2 separate regions of the Mus musculus genome follow, and region 2 is linked to region 1. Evidence: chromatin contacts called from public promoter capture Hi-C data. All regions are on one chromosome and are shown on one strand. Each heading gives the region's core, a stretch centred on a gene start, on an enhancer-like site or on the middle of the called end of the contact. The rest is flanking DNA. Distances are from core to core; before and after follow the strand shown.

What was found. Promoter capture Hi-C pulls out the DNA fragments that hold promoters and counts their contacts.
Region 2: a promoter capture Hi-C map of cranial neural crest shows a contact between it and region 1. The contact joins the promoter of Pmm2 here to the promoter of Rogdi in region 1.

Annotation. Positions count from the first base shown.
Region 1 is chr16:5,012,121-5,014,820 of GRCm38.p6, reverse strand. It overlaps Rogdi (rogdi homolog), which reads left to right and starts at 1,268. Exons shown (of 11, transcript NM_133185.2): 1 at 1,268-1,358; 2 at 1,447-1,518; 3 at 2,312-2,394; 4 at 2,526-2,580. The coding sequence starts at 1,314. It overlaps Glyr1 (glyoxylate reductase 1 homolog (Arabidopsis)), which reads left to right. Exons shown (of 16, transcript NM_001079814.1): 16 at 1-919.
Region 2 is chr16:8,636,440-8,639,139 of GRCm38.p6, reverse strand. It overlaps Pmm2 (phosphomannomutase 2), which reads right to left and starts at 1,433. Exons shown (of 9, transcript NM_016881.3): 1 at 1,312-1,433. The coding sequence starts at 1,365. It overlaps Tmem186 (transmembrane protein 186), which reads left to right and starts at 1,429. Exons shown (of 2, transcript NM_025708.5): 1 at 1,429-1,654. The coding sequence starts at 1,652.

The sequences.
Region 1 (2,700 bases), core at 19-2,518:
GGGCCGTAAGGGCCTTGGGAGCAGTGAAGTGTATGGGCGGCTCCTTCCTGTTTCCATTACGCCAGGCTCTTGAGCTGGGCTACCTGTTCAGCCTGCTCTACACAGGTCCCCTGCATGTCCCTCTTCCCCTTTTCCTTCCATGGAGATATTTCTGTCCCATCCTCTTTTGACCCAGCCCCAGCCTGATCAACACCAATAATAAGCATTTCCTAGATGAGCATTTCCTAGGCTGGGCTTTTGATGAGGAACCTTACTTCTGCCAGTGGTTCCAAGTTCTGGGTTTTTTGGGACTTGAAGCATTTCTCCTTGAAGAGGGGACCAGAGAGGCTTAGAATGTCACACGAGAGGAATCACCCGAGGAAGCCTTCCTCCTCATGAGTTTGGATTTTCAAAGCCACGATTTAACTTTTCCATCTGGGATAAGGATCTCAGGACATGGGCACGGGGCAGGGGATGCTTGTGGAGTTCAGTGCAATTGTCCATTCACTGGGATGCTGAACAGTTTCTGTCTGGACACAGCCTGTCTTGGTCCTGGGGGCTGGGGGTGGGGAAGATGCTGTAAGAAAACCGGTTAGTCAATGTTGTCTTAATATTGTTGACAATTCTGTAAAGTTCCTTTTTATGACTATTTCTGTTTAAGCTATTTCACCTTTCATTTTGAAACCCTTTCCTTTTATGGAGAAAATGTGACACTGTGGAAATGCTTGTAAGAAAGCCCCTACTCCCGCTTTTCCTTGAAATGACAGATCTAGGTGATTACGGTTGTGAATTTTTATTTTCACTTTGTTTTTAATGAACATTTGTCTTTCAGAATAGGATTGTGTGATAATGTTTAAATGGCAAAAAAACAAAACATGATTTTGTGCAATTAACAAAGCTACTGCAAGAAAAAAAAATAAAACATTTCTTGGTACCATAACTGTATCATTGTACCCAAATGCTAGGGGGACCTAGGTAGGAGCCAACTCACCTGATTCTTTCCCGGTGGAACCCTGGGCGGGCTCCATCTAGCCGGACAATACTGGAATAACTTGATGGACGGCCCCGCCGACCAATCAGTGGTGGCCAAAGCCCGGGTCCCTGCTGAAAAACAGGGATTGAGGCGGGCGGATAGAAGGCGAGGCGTGGCCTATCCGTCTAGCCACTCACCAGCCAGGACTAGAAGCTACAGCCAGTCGCTTGAGGCGTAGCCGGCTTGAGGGCGGAGCTTGTGCCCTATTTGCCAATCGGTCACGGGAGGAGGCGAAAAAGGGGCGGGCGTTGCGCGCCAAGCTCCTGACTACAGACCTCAGAGACGGTGCGCGGCTAGGAGGATGGCGACCGCGATGGCTGCGAGCGCCGCGGAGCGGGCAGTACTGGTGGGACGCGCTCGGCGGGCAGGGGGCGGCGGGCGGCCAGCCGACCGGCGGCGGGGATGGGATGGGTTTGACGCCGCGCTGTCCGCAGGAGGAGGAGTTTCGCTGGTTACTGCACGCTGAGGTGCACGCCGTGCTGAGACAGCTGCAGGACATCCTCAAGGTAACGCTCCCGCTGGTCCCGCCCGGCCTGCCATCCTTCCTATCCACCGGGTCCTGCCAATCGCACACAGCAGATGCTGAGCGTGACCCGTGCAGATACCCACTTCTGAGAGTACAGTTCAGACGCAGACATGCTGGCATGTAATTACACAAGCAGTGGGCACCAGGTCTTGAGTGTGAACTATCTTCGAAACTGACATTTATCTGTGAGCAAGCAGGGTAGTGGTGAAAGCTTGTGATTTCAGCACTCGGAAGAGTGAGGCTAGAGGTTCATGAGTTAGAAGCCAGCCTTAGGCTCCATTGTGAAACACTGTCTCAAACAAAACAGTCTCAAAACAACACTGATAATCCGAGCTCTGAAGTGATCTCAGCCAAGTTACCCGGATTTCTGAGCCTGTTCCCTTACCCTAACCAGGCTCACACGTCTGTTTGTGAAGATAAATAAACTATCTCACAGAATGCCTAGGACAGTAACCTAGCAAAGCCTGTTACTGTGACTACTGATTGTCTGATTCGGGGACTCTGCTCCCCACACATATCACAGCACTCCAGCTTTCTAGGCACTGTGCCTCTCTGTTCTGTGTTCCACCTGGCTGCTCATGATATACTCAGGACTGGAATGAACGGGTCTGAGCTCATAAAATCTTGGAGGTTTAGTAGGGCAGAGGCAGAGGGGCCAGGTCAGGCCTGCCCTCCTCGTCCCTTCCCCTGCTAACCTGGCAAAGTATCCAGGCCTTGGAATGGAACACTGGCCAGACTGAGGTGAGGTGTTGGGACTGCGCTGTCTTCCACAGGAGGCCTCTCTCCGCTTCACTCTCCCAGGCCCCAGCACCGAGGGCCCTGCCAAGCAGGAGAACTTCATCCTGGGCAGCTGTGGGTGAGCTGGGTTGGGCAGGAGCCTTTGGAAGGGGTGTACACCTGGGGGGAGGAAATGCCCAGGGTACGGTGGGGCAGCCTGCAAGGGGAGGGAGCAGTAGCAGGCGCTCCTCTGACTCGTGTGTGTTACAGCACAGACCAGGTGAAAGGGACTCTGACTCTGCAAGGGGATGCCCTCAGCCAAGCGGTGAGTCCCCCAACAGTCCAGCTGGTGACAAGGATGGTGATGGCTTAGCTCTGCCACCAGCTAGCTCTGTGACCCTGGCTCTGACCCTTGTTGTCTCTGACCTGTTTCCTTGTATGTCTG
Region 2 (2,700 bases), core at 184-2,683, 3.6 Mb before region 1:
CCTACTAGTGTTCTTTTTGTTAAATGGAAATCTTGTCAAATTGCCTTCTAAATATTTATGTTTATATCCATAGATTAATGCCACTCTCAAGCCTGGTAAGAAAAGTTTCTCTTTGTAGTGGCAGTGGTCAATGCAGACGCATACCTGGACAAAGTGCTAAGAATAAGTGCCCTTTATCAACCCTGTCCAGGCTCAGGGGACAGAAAGAATGTAAGAGCCAGAGGACGGGGAGGAGCGTGGCGAATGAAATGCTGTCTTCTGGACATTATATGGCTGTTGCCTGCATGAATTCAGCAACTGTGGTTCCCTGCACAAGATCAAGTCAGTTAACATTCCAGCATGGGTGATATGTTGCCCATCACTTGGGGTGTGTTAGTGTGTAGCACTAACTGGACTTAGTGAGGTATTAAAATAAGAATTTTAAAAAGGACATGAAAATGGAAGAGGGATGTGTGAGTAGGTGTTCCCCAGAGGGAGCACAGGAAGGTTGGGGGTGAATATGATCAGATACACTGTACACATGTAATTGCAAAGGAATAAAAAAATTAAAAAGATAAGACTCACATATCTAAGGTTACACACACTTAACATGGGCTTCTGGAACAGTCCACGAAATCTAAAAGGAGTGGGGCAGAGACACCCAAGCTATTTAAGCCCAGTGTCAAGTTTGAGTGATTTCTGCTCAACCACGAATTTGTGTATAGGAGGCAGAAAGAATGTCATCACCACAACGAAACCACACAAACTTATCTTTGGCCCTAACAGCAAAATCTGTTAGCGGAACAAAGTCCCATTGGATCCTTGATCCTTTCAGCAAACAGCCTATTACTACCTGGGTCCCCATTGCTGCAGGGGCTCACTTTTGAGGCCTGATCTGGCGAGGAACTGTCATGAATTTCAGTGATCCTCACCAAAACATCCCAAGCAACAGGCAATGCCCCAGTTAAAGTGGCTTCAAGGGCTCCGAGAAAGATTTGCTGAAGGTCAGACGACTGAGAACCTGCCTTTGGTATATTAGAAGAGACAGCCAAAGGTGACAGGGCTGGGGAGGCGAAACAGCAGGTCAGAGGGCCGAGGCTGGAGTTCAAGCCAGGTCACCAGCCCCGAGGGCCCGAGAAGAAACTCAGGCCCGAACTTTCAGACTCTGAACACGTTTCCTACTCGGAAGGTTTTTTGGGGGCCCCCTCCCTGCGCACCCCACTCAGGACCCCGCTCAGGACTCGCGTCTCCTGGTTCCCGGACAGTCGTTACCGCGGTCTAGGGCAGCAAGGGCTCTGCTCCACCACCGCGAGCCTCCCGGGCGCCGCCTACCTGCCGCGGGGCAGTCAGGGTCCCATCCATGTCGAAGAGACAGAGAGTGGCCATTTCTCCAGTCAGAAACCTCGACCGCACCAGGAACTCTACCCGGAACTCTACCCGGAACTTCCGGGTCCGCTCCGAGCCCTGGAGTTCCAAGGCACCATGGGAAGATTCCCTAATGGTTCACAGAACACCGGTGGCGGTTACAAAATTTGAACTACAGTTCCCAAGCCATAGTAATTTTTTTTTTTTTTTTTGAATTAGCGCATGCGGGTTTTTAACCGCCCGCGCATGCGCCCTTCAACTTTCCGGTGACAAGTACAGCGTGCGTCCTGTAGCAGGCGGCGGGCTCATGGTAGGAATGTCAGGAGGGAACGCGCTCCCCGTCCCCGGTCGGGTCTAGGACTGGCAGGCAGGACGCCTGGGCTGACCATTCGGGAAACCGGCCAGTGGAAGGCCAGAGTCTATTAGCTTGGGCTGTTTTCCTGCTTTGTCCCGGGCCCTTGGGTCACGTGGACGGTCTGCGTCGCTGCCACTTCGTACGTACACACCCGGTTCAGAGCTTAAGAGCCGTGTCTCCCTCAGCGTATTCTGAGGTTTTCTTTGGAAGGGTGAAGAAGGATGCACAGCTAGTGTCCTCTTGACTCCAAAGCCCAGAATCTGCTCACTCCAGAGAACCACAGGCAGTGTGTTGAGGGCCTCCGTGCCTCACGTCTCTGCTTCCTTCCCAGACAGGTTAATGATACAAAGAGGTTCTCTGGCCGCGCAAGGCACTCGGAGAACTGCAGAGGTCCTGTGATAAGTACCCCACGGCTTTGTTGTGTGGGGTTCTGACACCGATTGATTTACCCCTTAAGGAAGGGCGGTCCTTCAAGTCCGCTGTTGCCCGGTCTCTAGTGAATAGCTGAAACGACAGGTTTTCTATGTTCATTTAGACCTGCCTAGGAGGAAGGGCCCGTCCGAGCTCCAGACTGCCCGTGTTTCCCTGTACTTGGGGCTGTGAGGTGGGGTGGGGGAGGGCTTAGGTTCTTAAAAATGTTTTTGTTGTTTTGTTTTAATCTTGTGTGTTTAGTTTGTGTGCATATGCTTGTGCTTTGGCATACGGGGCTCCAGGACGTACTGCGTGAGTAATTTCTCTTCCTTCACCGTGTTGGCCTGAGGGATCAAATTCAAGTTACCCGGTTTGGTACCAAGCACCTGTACTAGATGGGCTATCTCACTAACTGCGACTAGGGTTTTGTTTGTTTAGTTGTAAAAATGGGAGAAGGTACCTATTTAGAATAGAATTCCACCAAAAAAAAAAAAAAATTAAGTGTCTGGCTTTATCACTTTCCTCTGGAAGTCATGGTGACTTTCCAGGAGCGGTTGAAGCCCTTCTGGGAGATGCTTTGTCTTGTTCAT